2 separate regions of the Capsicum annuum genome follow, and region 1 is linked to region 2. A link is a contact called in public Hi-C data. All regions are on one chromosome and are shown on one strand. Each heading gives the region's core, a stretch centred on a gene start, on an enhancer-like site or on the middle of the called end of the contact. The rest is flanking DNA. Distances are from core to core; before and after follow the strand shown.

Evidence for each region. Hi-C and Micro-C count contacts between places; a contact is called where the count stands out from the background.
Region 1: a contact with region 2 is called in a Hi-C map of leaf, with 2.3 times the contacts expected there. The contact joins the enhancer-like site here to the promoter of LOC107863841 in region 2. A contact is called at or near these places in 3 of 5 Hi-C or Micro-C datasets (leaf and placenta).

Annotation. Positions count from the first base shown.
Region 1 is chr3:52,899,174-52,905,193 of UCD10Xv1.1, reverse strand. It overlaps LOC107863842 (NADH dehydrogenase [ubiquinone] flavoprotein 2, mitochondrial), which reads left to right. Exons shown (of 10, transcript XM_016710001.2): 8 at 4,024-4,101; 9 at 4,203-4,268; 10 at 4,354-4,669. The coding sequence ends at 4,470. Among protein-coding and RNA genes, the nearest start is that of LOC107863842, 9.7 kb to the left of the region's middle. Within about 2 kb of position 4,588, at least 2 of the 5 cell types and tissues checked have an H3K27ac peak or open chromatin away from gene starts, as enhancers often do. A contact at or near this core is called in leaf, where this site is marked.
Region 2 is chr3:52,808,827-52,815,410 of UCD10Xv1.1, reverse strand. LOC107863841 (protein SPIRRIG) reads left to right here and starts at 1,379. Exons shown (of 19, transcript XM_016710000.2): 1 at 1,379-2,062; 2 at 3,973-4,042; 3 at 4,138-4,223; 4 at 4,478-4,613; 5 at 4,715-4,771; 6 at 5,506-5,679; 7 at 5,868-6,059; 8 at 6,187-6,252. The coding sequence starts at 1,905.

The DNA.
Region 1 (6,020 bases), core at 3,339-5,838, 87 kb before region 2:
AGACATAAGTAAATTTTGTTAGTTCCAATGAGAAATTTGGAACGTCAAAAACTCGTCAACTTGAAACATCAGATTCGACCAACCTGGAGGAATTTATTTTTTCAAATAGTTTGAAATTATGTGTTTAGAGTTTAAGTCCTTGTATGCAGAACTACTTATGGATTTTTATTAATATTGTATTAGATTTTTAACTAATGACATGAATATCTTTTAAAATTTTAAACTTAAGATCAGTTTTTTTTCTTTATAACATAAAAATTGAAAAAAACAATGATGTTTCAAATAATTTGTCTAAAACAATCAAGTAGATCTAAAGGTCAAATGATGTTTTAGCCATGTAATAGGCAATTAGTACAATAGGCAGAAAAATGTTTTCTTTTTTTGGGTGATTAGGTCCCTGTCAAATTGGGGCCACTAAAGTATTGAATTCATGGATTGCTGAGAGGATGCCTTTCTTGGTTGGATGGTTTTTAGATACATGAGAAGAGAAAGATGTGATAGGCAGGGAACAACCCGAAGTCAGAGAGCTCATCTTTACTGTTAATCAGCCAGTTTACTCTAATTGTGTTCTCCTATTTATGTTTATCATGGTGAAATCTGATTAGATTTTTATGATTACTAAAAAATACTTGAGGGCCGGTGGTGCATGGTTCGGAAGTCAAATGGATTTTGGTCCCATTTCTAAATGGGATTCTTTGTTAAATGGCTTCTTCAAGTCTACTTTTTAATTAAATAGACTACAACAAACAAACAAACAAACCCAGTGTATTCCCACATAGTGGGGTCTGAGGAGGGTAAAATGTACGCAATCCATACCACTACCTCCAGAGAAGTAGAAAGGTTGTTTCTGATAGACCCCCGGCTCAAGACAAAGAATAGTAAACAAATTCGTAATAAAGCATTAAACAAGATGGAATAACAAAAATAAAACATCCACAAAGTAATACCCTTATACTAACGAACCAAAGGCACCCCAACCCCATACCCTCCTACTAGCAGCTCCAACCTATAGACCTAGCCCCAAGACTGTCGGCCCGGCTACCCCAAAGCTCTCCTAACTACTGACTACTACCCACCCACCCACATGAACTAACCGTCTAACCTAATTCGTGTCCTCCATGCCTTCCTATCTAGGGTCATGTCCTCAATAAGCTGTAACTGCTCCATGTCACGTCTAATCACCTCCTCTCCAGTATTTCTTCGGCCTACCCCTACCCCGCCTGAAACCATCCAAAGTTAGCCTCTCACACCTACGAACTGGGGCATCCGTGCCCCTCCTCATCACATGTCCGAACCATCTCAACCGAACTTCCCGTATCTTGTCCTCCACCGAAGTCACTCCCACCTTCTCCCGGATTCCTAACCCTCATTCCTAACCCTATCACCTCTAGTAGGCCCACACATTCAACGCAACATCCGCATTTCCGCCATCTTCAATTTTTGAATGTGGGAGTTCTTGACTGGCCAACACTTCGCTCCATACAGCATGGTCGGACAGACTTCCACTTTGTAGAATTTGTCTTTAAGCTTGGGTTGCACCTTCCTATCACACAACACTCCCCAGGCGAGCCTCCACTTCATCCATCTTGCCCCAATACGATAGGAGACATCCTCATCACTCTCTCCATTCCCCTGTATCATGGACCCGAGATACTTAAAATTATCCCTCTTACAAACAATCTGGGAATCCAACCTTACTACCAGCTCGTTCTCTTGTCTCAAGTCATTAAACTTGCATTCCATATACTCTGTCTTGCTCCTACTCAACCTGAACCCTTTAGACTCAAAGGGTTTGCCTTCAAACCTCCAATTAATCATTCACACCCCCACGTGTCTCATCAATCAAAACTACCAAAGAATCACTAAATTCAAAAATGTATAGAGTGTCAAGAGTGGAAAAGACAGGACATCAACGATACTTACTACTTTTCCAGCATCAACTACATTCATGCAATTACTAGCTTTAATCAACTCATCACAAATGCTCCAAGTTTTTAACTTAAGCATGCTTAATGAACCATGTCTACCGAGGATGAAGAGGTTCAAAAGGTCTTGGCATACCAGGCTTAATTTCATCATGTGCTGAACGATAAGGCCGCTTGTTAACATAGTTATCCTGCAGAGGTCTTGGGATCTGAAATGTAAACTGGGGCATACTTACACCTTGTGCTACGTACTCTGGGTGTTCCTACAAGTAATTAAATAGACTACAAGTTTTTTTTTTTTTCAGGGAAATGACCCACTTTAGAAAATTTAAATTTATTTGTAATTTAAAATTTATTTACAAGTTTTAAAAGTTACAAATTAGTCCACAAATCACAGTATTTAAGCAAAACCCCTCCTACTAAAATCTTTTACATATTTTATAAATTAGCCCAAAACGTGATTTGTGATGGATAGATCTATTATTGATCTGATCGATGTATCGACAGATCGATTATCGATCCGACAGATCAGTTATCGATCTGACCGATATATGGACAGATTGATTATCGATCCGGCAGATCGATTACCGATCCGAGCAATATATGGAAAGATTGATTATCGATCCGATCGATATATGGACAAATCGATTATTCATCCTACCGATTACATATGTATACACAAACCTTTTTCCTTTTGAAAAAATAGACTAAAATTAAAAGAGAGTAGAAAACTTACACATTTGGGAGGAGACAAAACATTTGGAAATAAAATACTAGCTTCAAAAAGGAGAAAGTTGAAAAAACAATGAGTGTTTGGTAAGAATGGAGGAGAAAAAAGTAAAGATAGAAATGAAAAAGTAATTTGAAATTGAAAAAATGGGTTAGGGTTTTATGTTTTAAGTATATTTGTAAATAGCTCACATAGTTTTTAATATGTTATTATGGTTCAATTCTTCCTTAAAGTTGGTTTTTTATTTTGTTTTAAAATGAGAAAATGAAAGTAGGCCATTTTGCTAATTGGAAACTTGAACAGGCCTATTAGCCAAATTTTCTCTTTCTAAATTGGTGCTGACAAATAACCAATTCATAAACTTAAAATACTAGGATTTTCGTGTGGCAGGGTTTGAAAGTCCCTAACCTACACATCACAAGCTGCAGTTTTACTTCTACACCAAAGCCTTGGAGGCTAAATCTGACTAGATTAAGAGCCTGTTTGGATGGGCTTATACCTTATGGCTTATAAGCCAAAAGCCATAAGTTAGGATTTCTCACTTGTAGTTTGGCTTGTTATTTTGGCTTTAAAACAAGTGCTGAAAAGCATTTTTTACTTTTATTTTACTCAAAACACCACAAAACTGCTTAAAAGTTGTTTTGGCTTAAAACCATCTAAAATAATCTAATCCAAACAGGCAATAAGTCTGTTACATGTCAGAATGTCATTGTTGCCAATGCATAGAGGTCTGTCCAGCGGACCATGTTGAGATCTTAATTGGGTAGCTGAAGGGGGAGCTTGCTATTTGTTTGGAACCCTGAGAAAGTCGTGAAAATCATAAAGATATATGACACTCGAAGAAAAAGCATGGTAGGAAAGAAGAGATTGTTTTTGCCTCTATTTTTTGCTGACTTTTAATCTAGAAACCTGTTTTACTCTAGCTTAGGTCCTCTGAACCAATCTTGGTGAGGCATAAAATATGATTCTGGAATTGAAACAGTGAAACCTACTGTTAATGACAAGTTATGCTTGCCCATCAGAAGACAATTTTCACTAGTTATTTTCAATATGCTTAAAATTAATAATTCAATGGAGGTATAGTACAGAGAGCATGAAAAAGGATTAAAAAAAATTATAATTGCTGTTCAGATCCTGTGGAGATTTGTTCTCTATATGAGTGTGAGGATTTAACAGTTAGGCTTTAGCTATTATTGTTGTTAAATTACTGTGACATCCATCTTACTTCCATGCATTGGAGGCTCTTCAGCAAGAACCACTGATTACGTCATTAGGTGCTTATATTTGTTCCAGAATGTTGAACACCATTCGAGTCATAGCCTATTTAATATACAGCTATTTCAATATGACACCTCATTTTTGTGACAGGGGTGCTGTGTAAACGCTCCAATGATGACGGTGGCTGACTATTCCAATGGATCTGAAGGATATACTTACGATTATTATGTGAGTTAATACTTTAATCCTGTTTTGATCGCTAGATCTTCAATCTTGTAGTAATAAGTTTAGTATTTGGTGCTCAATCGCTCTCCCCTTCCTTTCTGCAGGAGGATATCACTCCAAAGAGAGCTGTAGAGATTGTTGAGGCATTCAGGAAAGGTGAAAAACCACTGGTAAGATCACCAAGTTGCATAGACTAATTTTATCATGCATAATAATATTACTTCATTGTTGATTGGCATGCTTTTTATGTTTCAGCGTGGCACTCAGAACCCAGGTCGTATCAATTGTGGACCAGAAGGAGGAAATACTACATTATTAGGTGAGCCTAAGGCTCCTCCTTGCCGGGATCTAGATGCTTGCTCTGCTGAATAAATTTGTTCTTGTTGTTCAGTTCTTAATAATGTAAAACAATGGATGGGGAGAGGCACCCATGCAGTAAATTACCTACTGCATTGAGTTTTAAAGATTGTTTTCTGTCAGTATGATTACAGGCGGAGGTGATTCGCGTTTATTTTTGTCTGTTAACTTGTACCAGATCTAGTGAGAATGCTTGTTTTGGGTCAGGATGCCATATTTTGCCTAAAATTAGTTTAGTACAGATTGGCTAGTATACAATTAGGAAGGTTGAATTTTAAGAAGTCAGTTGCTTTCCAATCATTACACTCTAATGCGGAAGTGAACTTGGAGCAATGGCAATGTTTTTCGGCGTTTTGGATATGAAAAGAGATTTTCTACTGAATAAATAAATTCAAATTGAAATTCCAAGCTAAATTTTCTTATTTTCCATTTCACTTTTGACTATATTTAGATTTTATGTAGTTGTTTTACTTTGAAAAATTGGAGACGAAGTTGCTATTCTGATTCTTTGTTATTGTGTTTCCGCTTTTGCTCGTTGGTCAAAAGGCGGGGGCGGGCATGCTTAAGCTTCATGGATCTTTAATTTTTAAATTTATACTTTAATAAAATAGTATGACAACACAAAAAAAATAGTAAGTACATTGAAAGTTCAATAAAATTAAACAAACTTGTATAAACAATTGACATGTGTGTTAGCTATTTTTGAAACTCGTATAAACAAATGACAAGTAACTATTTTTTAAATATTACTAGCATATTTTTACGAGTATAAACAATTTACTACTAGTGTAAGAGTTACAATTAAGTGTTAGCTATTTTTGAAATTTTGACCCTTTTTTCATTTTATTCCTAGTACTAATTATTTTTGAGAAAAATAACCATCGATTGATTAGGATGAAAAGCCTAAATATAAAGAGTACAAACAAATAATATTATGATTGTTTAGATTGGCTCAATTTTATAAATATTTACTCCCTCCATCTCATTTTATGTAAAACATTTTACTTTTTAGTTCTTCTAAAAAAGTGTTAATTTGCTATATATTAAAAAAAATGAACTTTATAATTCTTTTTTTATCCTTAATAAAATGATTTGCAACCATACAAATGTTCAAGGATTATTTTTACACGAGGAAATTACACTGGATGGGCTACATAGTGGGCGACTTTGTGTTTTTGTCCCTCATACGAAAAGTCATTACAGATTAACCTTCCTTCCTTTTTATATATAGAAAATGTATATTTTTGTCCCTCTATATCTCAAATATCTTTATTCCTTTCATGTTCATTTGTCTCTCAATTTTATTTTATTTTACTGGTTCTTGATTTTTATTTTTTCTTTTATCTTTTTTTCTTCCTTATTTTAATTCATTTGTCTCAATCTTTATTTTTCTTTTATGTTTCGTTTTTTCTTCTTCTTTTTTCTTAATTTCTCAAACATTATTTATTTTTCATTTCTCTTTTCTTAATTCATTTGTCCAACCTTATTTTTCTTTTTTCTTTTTTCGTTTCTAATTTTTTTCATTTTTATATGGTGGATAAGATAGGCATAACCAAAACTCTGCC
Region 2 (6,584 bases), core at 130-2,629:
GATATTATTTCAAAGACACAAGGCAAGACAACACATTGATGAATGATGATAATTGCTAATTGTTCTCTTTGAAATCTGTTATTGGTAGTATTATTCATTTCATGAGAATAATTAGGCAATCTTAGTACAGATAGTTAATTAGAGCTACGAGAACATACTTCCTCTCGGTTTATTTGACCCATATAATAAAAGTAAATATTTTAATTTATTTGTTCAATTTATAAAATTAAGAGAATTTTATTATATTTTTTTCTTTCTAGCCTTGGTATTAACTGACTACAGAAAGTAATAATAGCTAATTTTAGAGTTTCAGACATTATTAATAAGATTAATTTAGTAAAATACATTTTTAGTTTTTTTTTTTTTTAAATATATCAATTAAAATGAAACGAATGAAATACAGGAAGCATAGACAGAAAAATATTGAAAGCTAGCAATAATCAACTACTCTTCAATGCCAGCTTCCTAGTTCCTTCAGTTTGAAGCATCGACGAAGACCTAAAAAAGCAAAATGCACGCAGTCGAAGGGACAAAACCCATTTGCCAAAAGATGGAAAGAACAGAATAGAAAACAGTTTTCGACGTATATAATAAAATAATTATCGTATTATGTTTTATAATATTTTAAACCTTTTTTCAAAAATATTTGGTAACACTATATGAACAATATCACCACATATTCGAATTTTGTGACGTCCGAACAATTGTCCCTTGTTCTATTCCTCTTAATCATATCAAAATTATAATTTTAATAGAAACTGATCAAAATAGAATTATAGAAAGCGTGTAATTTTTTTTTATTATTCTAAGTTATTTCATCTAATGTACCTTATTCATATTTTATCACGATACTATTCTCATGGATCAAACTATTTTTTATTTTAATAATATTCTTATTTCTATTTGTTATTTTAGAAATCAAAACATAATTGCGTATATTTTTCTCATTTTATTCTAAGTACACTTTTTATTTATTGAAAAGAGATTATACTTTTCATTGATTAAATAGAGATCAAGAGAGATGATTAAAAAAAAATAAAAATATGATGATAAAAATACCTAATTTCTTGAGTTACATGCAAATTAAAAATATGCTGAGTACTTTGAAACGTAGCATTTTTTTTAAAATTTTTTTTTTGAACATAATACTCGTGGTACTCGCACCCCAATACGCTAAAATAAAAAGAGAGATACTGTATAATATATGCTTTTTAATTTTCAAAATTTAAAATGCAGGGGTAAGAGATGAGAGGCAGTCACGTCGGGGTTAATCATCTCATGAAGCCACGTGGAAAGCTAGTATACGTAGACCCCACCTCATGACGTGGTAAATAAAAAACAAGAAAAAAGAAGAGATTTATGAAAGAAGAGGGTTTAGAGTTTAGACTTTCAGATAGGGAGAAAACTCGAGAATATTAAGGAGCGATTAATGTTTAGTGATAGAGAGAGAAATTAAAAAGTGAAAAAGAGAGGAGCAGACTTTAGAGCGAGAAACAAGGCGCGGAGAGGCCGTCCGAAATCAAGCAAACAAAGAAGAAAGAGAAAGAAAAAGAAAACTCTCTGCCATTTTTCTTCTTTCCTTCTTCGTCTTCCTTTTCTTCCCCCTCTATTTCAGGACACAATTATCAAATATTTCCCAGGAAAAAAAAATATATATATACGTACATATTCAAAGCAGCAACAAGCTAGATCATATTCACTATAATTACAATTTAAATATTAAACTTGGTTAATTAATTAGATCTTGCTGCTTTGAATCAATTAATTGAATGTTATTTTTATTATTATCTCGATCACATTTGAGCTAAGGAGAGATCTATTATCTCCTAGAAGGTTCTGGATCTGTGGAACGACGAGGTGTTTGATGAGTATTGCAGGTTGAAGAAATCTGCTGAGGAAAAACGATGAAATGGGCAACATTGCTTAAAGACTTCAAAGAAAAAGTCGGTCTCGCTGCTCAATCTCCTTCTGCTGCATCGTCTCCTTCATCTTCTACCTCTTCGCCTTTTCGTGATACCAATGTTTCTTTTCCTATCCATGACTTCACCTACTCCCCTTCCAGGTTTGTCATCCTTCAATAATATTCGTGTTGTAATTTGTTAAATTATTCGTTTCTGTTTTTAATATTGTTGCGTATTTTGATTATTGGAGGAGTGCAATGATCTTTGTTCAGATGATGAATTACAAATGCATTTTGTTGAAATGAGCTTGTTAATGTTAACCTGTTAATGATCAGAATTATTTCCCATTGAATTTCATTTGTACTCCCTCCGTTTAATTTTACTTGGGCCCCTTACTAAAACTACTTGTTTCAATTTACTCGTCTAATTTGTGAAATCTAAAAGAGATTTACTATTGTTTTTCCCAATACTATCCCTATTATTCAATAACTTTATAAAGTATTAGTAGTCGAATTTAGATTTTCAAAGTATAATTAATAAGGTTAGTTTAGTAAAATAAACCCTTAATAAATGTTTTTTATAGGGGGAGTGCCAAGTTAAATGAAACAGAGGGAGTACTGAGGATAGTAACCATTTATCTGTATAGCCAAGCCCGACTAATTTGGATTGAGGTTTAGTTTTTCTTAAAAAGTAAGCCTGTTTCAGTTTGAGCAAAGGGTTCCGGGTGCTACATGAAGTTGCTGCTTGAAAGCTGTCTGGCTTGTTGCGAGTCATGTTTTGCTTATCTAGTGCACTTTATAATGCGATTCGCTTTGACAAAGGAGTTTTAACTGGAAAAATTTATCAATGAGTGATAAATGCGACATCTTTGTCTTTTTGCAAATCAAACAAACTACATCAAGTGCATGCAATTTGTGCAATCTTTAGTTCAATGACTTTTGTTCCATCAAAATTGTGGAAAGAATTGCTCTATGGAGACTGATAACAAAGGCCTAATGACTGTTCAGGCTCAATTGTTTAATTGTCCCTACCTTCTCTTGGCTTTTGATAAATCATTTAAATCTGCAAGAGTGCCAGAAAGTATCAGAGAGCTGCTTACAAAAGAGTGGATATTAAGATGAAATTGGTGTATGCCTTTTTTTCTTCACAAGTAAGGAAACACTGCTGTTGGCTTACCTTTGTTAATTGGAATGGAAAAAAGAAGAAGAAAGAAACTGGAATAGGAAAGATTTTCCTTAGAGCATTTTGTCTCTGTTGGCTTGCCTTTGTTAACTGGAATAGAAAAAAAAGAAAGAAACTGGAATAGGAAAGATTTTCCCTAGAGCATTTTTGTCTCTGTTGCTTACCAATTAATGGGAAGAAGTCTTAACTTACTAATAGGAAACATATGTGGCAAAATACCAGAACTTGCTTGATGGCAAAACTAAAGTGAATTGAGAGTTATTGTCCTTGCAACGTGAATTTGTAGTTGTCGCTGGATTTCTATTTTTTCCTGTATAGGCCTCGGTGAATCAAATGATTGTAGACACCAAGTGAAGCTGTAAAATTAAATTATTGACATTGTGGCCCGAATTATGGGTATGATGATATGGGGCATTTTTGAAGACCATTTTCTAAGTTTCAAGGGATTTGTAGTTGAATGGTTCCACCGTTGTGTCTTTCCTTGAATAGTGTTTTGTATATGAAGTGGTAATTGGACTTTTGTTTAGTGTTTGCCTGTTCTTAGTTGCACTACTGAGTGAAAAACTTGTATAATCACTATCACAGATAGTAAGTGTTGCAAATAACAAAGTACGTTAGTCCTATATCACTTCTATCTCCTTAGAGGTGGAATGATCTTTGCTGTAACTATCTTGTCACCACACCAATGGTTTTTTCCAGCTATATTGTGTTTAACCTGTTGTAAGTTGCTCCAATCATGTGGATTTTTTTATTAAAGAGATTTATGCTACGATCTTGCAGGTTAACTTGAAGTGATTTTTCGTGTGAAATAAGATCCGGTTGAATAATGTTTAAGGAGCTTAAGATCTAACCTTCCATTACACTTTTCTTGTTCTGTTATTTTAAGCAGTGACAAACATGAACTGGAGTTGGATTTTAAGAGATATTGGGAAGAGTTCCGCTCCTCAAGCTCGGAAAAGGTTATTTTCACACACACACACACATATATGAAACAAAGTAATGCCTACTCTATTCATCGAGGTTGTTGATTGGTCATTTGTTTTCTTTGTTTCAGGAGAAGGAAAAGGCCTTGAACTTGACTGTTGATGTTTTCTGTAGATTAGTGAAGCAACAGGCAAATGTAGCACTGTTGATTACTATGTATGAAAACTGTATTTATAGCTGTTTGTGCAATTTGTTTTTGACTTCCATTCCATTCTATGCACCTCAATCAGCACAGCTGTCAATATCTCTCTTTCTCCTACATTGGAAAAAAATGAAATTAAAGCTGCCCATGGTTAAGTTATTATTTAGTCTAACACAGTCAAATGCACTGAGACAGTGATGATTTTATTTTATGCTTTATTTTGCTGTCAGCATATGGTTCTTAACCTGTGCTTTGTTCCTTTTTACAGGTTAGTAGAGACACACATATTTTCCTTTGTTGTTGGAAGAGCTTTTGTAACAGATATTGAAAAGTTGAAACTTAGTAGCAAAATAAGATCTTTGGAAGTCGAAAGAGTGTTAAACTTTTTCTCTGAAGTCACCAAGGTGGTTTACTTTCTGTTAATATCTGAAATTCATGTTCCCTTCTGAACCCATTCCTAGTTTAATTTATTTATCCATGGATGTATGTTTTTATTATAAAGCAGGATGGCATCCGGCCTGGTGCAAATCTGTTGTATGCGATAGAGGTCCTTGTCTCTGGTGTATGTCCTCTAGACTCTTGAGTTCTTAATATTTTGATTACTCTCTTAGTTCATGCTAATGAATTTTCATAGTATTCTGACTTCAGGTAATTTGATTCATTAAATGTCATTGGCATATGTTAAATATTTTCATCAAATTGGCATATCTTAAATGTAGATATATGCTTTTATCAAGGTAGTAAATTTGTGACTCAATATTGCAGTCTAAATTTCAGTCGTATATGGATTATGTTACTCGGATTCTTCAAAATCCTTCCACGCCCATGTCGACACAACATGGGTGTGGGTTGTGAGATACACAATGGTTTTGGTCAACTTACCTTGAGTGCTTTGACTACGTATATGATCGAGAAGTATAGATTGATTGGGTATGTGGTTTGATTTTTGGGTTTGTCATATATATGTATATACAAGATGTCTTATGGAATTCTGTTTAGATATTTATAAATAATTTTAACTCTATTAGTTTAAATTCTATAGCTTTAATTAATCTAGATATATACTTTATATGTCGTAATATACATTTATTGGCTATATTTGAGAACCTGTATCTGCACTCGGATCCATACCCCTGAATCATTATGTTAATGTGATGAACCTTTAGATCCACACCCGAGTATGAGCAACTTAGGGATGGAGTGCTGAGTTAGGTTCATGAGAGGATAGACAAGAAACTTAGTTCTTTGATGTAAATCAAACTTCCCCAATTGTAACAAGTATATATGTATCTACAGCCTGTCGACAAACAATCTCTCCTTGATTCTGGAATCTTGTGCTGTCTCATTCATATTCTCAACTCTCTTCTTGGTCCTAATGAGGGATATCTGAGGCAAAAAGTTAGTAATGATGAGGAGCTGTTACAGACAGAGGAAAATAAGGATAACGTGGAGTCGAGCCGCAGGCTTGAGGTACCTTCCTACATAATAACTTTTAGAATTTTTGGGTCTGTGCCGTTCAACACAATCATTGTATTATGCATCCAAGAGCTGTGATTTGTTTGAGGATAATCAAAGCTTCTTGAACCAAATTTGAATATTGTCACTTCATTTGCTTCATTGTATGAGTTTTCAGAGGTCAGATATTCTCATCCATGCAGGTTGAGGGAAGTGTGGTACATGTTATGAAGGCATTGGCTGCCCATCCTTCTGCTGCACAAAGTTTGATAGAAGACAACTCCCTTATGTTACTTTTTCAAATGGTTGCCAATGGTTCTTTAGTTGCTTTTTCTCACTATAAGGAAGGCCTGGTGCCGCTGCATACCATTCAGCTACACAGACATGCTATGCAGGTAAAAATTAATCTTTGCAGCTGTAAAAGAGATTCACAATGCCGAAGCAGTGGGGGTAATTCATTTTCAATTATAAGATGAAATTTCAGTTTATCCCTCTTTCAATTCGGTATTATTTCCTCTCCAGATACTTGGTCTTCTTCTGGGTAATGATAATGGTAGCACTGCCAAGTATATTCGGAAGCATCATTTGGTATGCCTTTCTAACTTGTGCTCTAGCTAATAATGCGTTTAAATAGATTGCTGTAATCTTATAGAGTTCTTTCTGTTACCTTTTTGCCATTTGCAAAATGGAAGTTTCTTTCTTTCTTTTCTTTCGTTTTTCTTTTTTTGGCTTTGATGAGCTATGAATAAGGTTAGATAAGGCTTAAAACAACTTCTGTATCCTGCTTTCCAGAGCATACGCTCGTTTGATTTATCTATACTCTCTCTGAAGGTGGTACACTAATTTCATGAGCATTTACAAGCTCTTACCAGACTCTGGGATAGCTGTTTCATTAATTGATGAAATGTTGTTTAATTGAT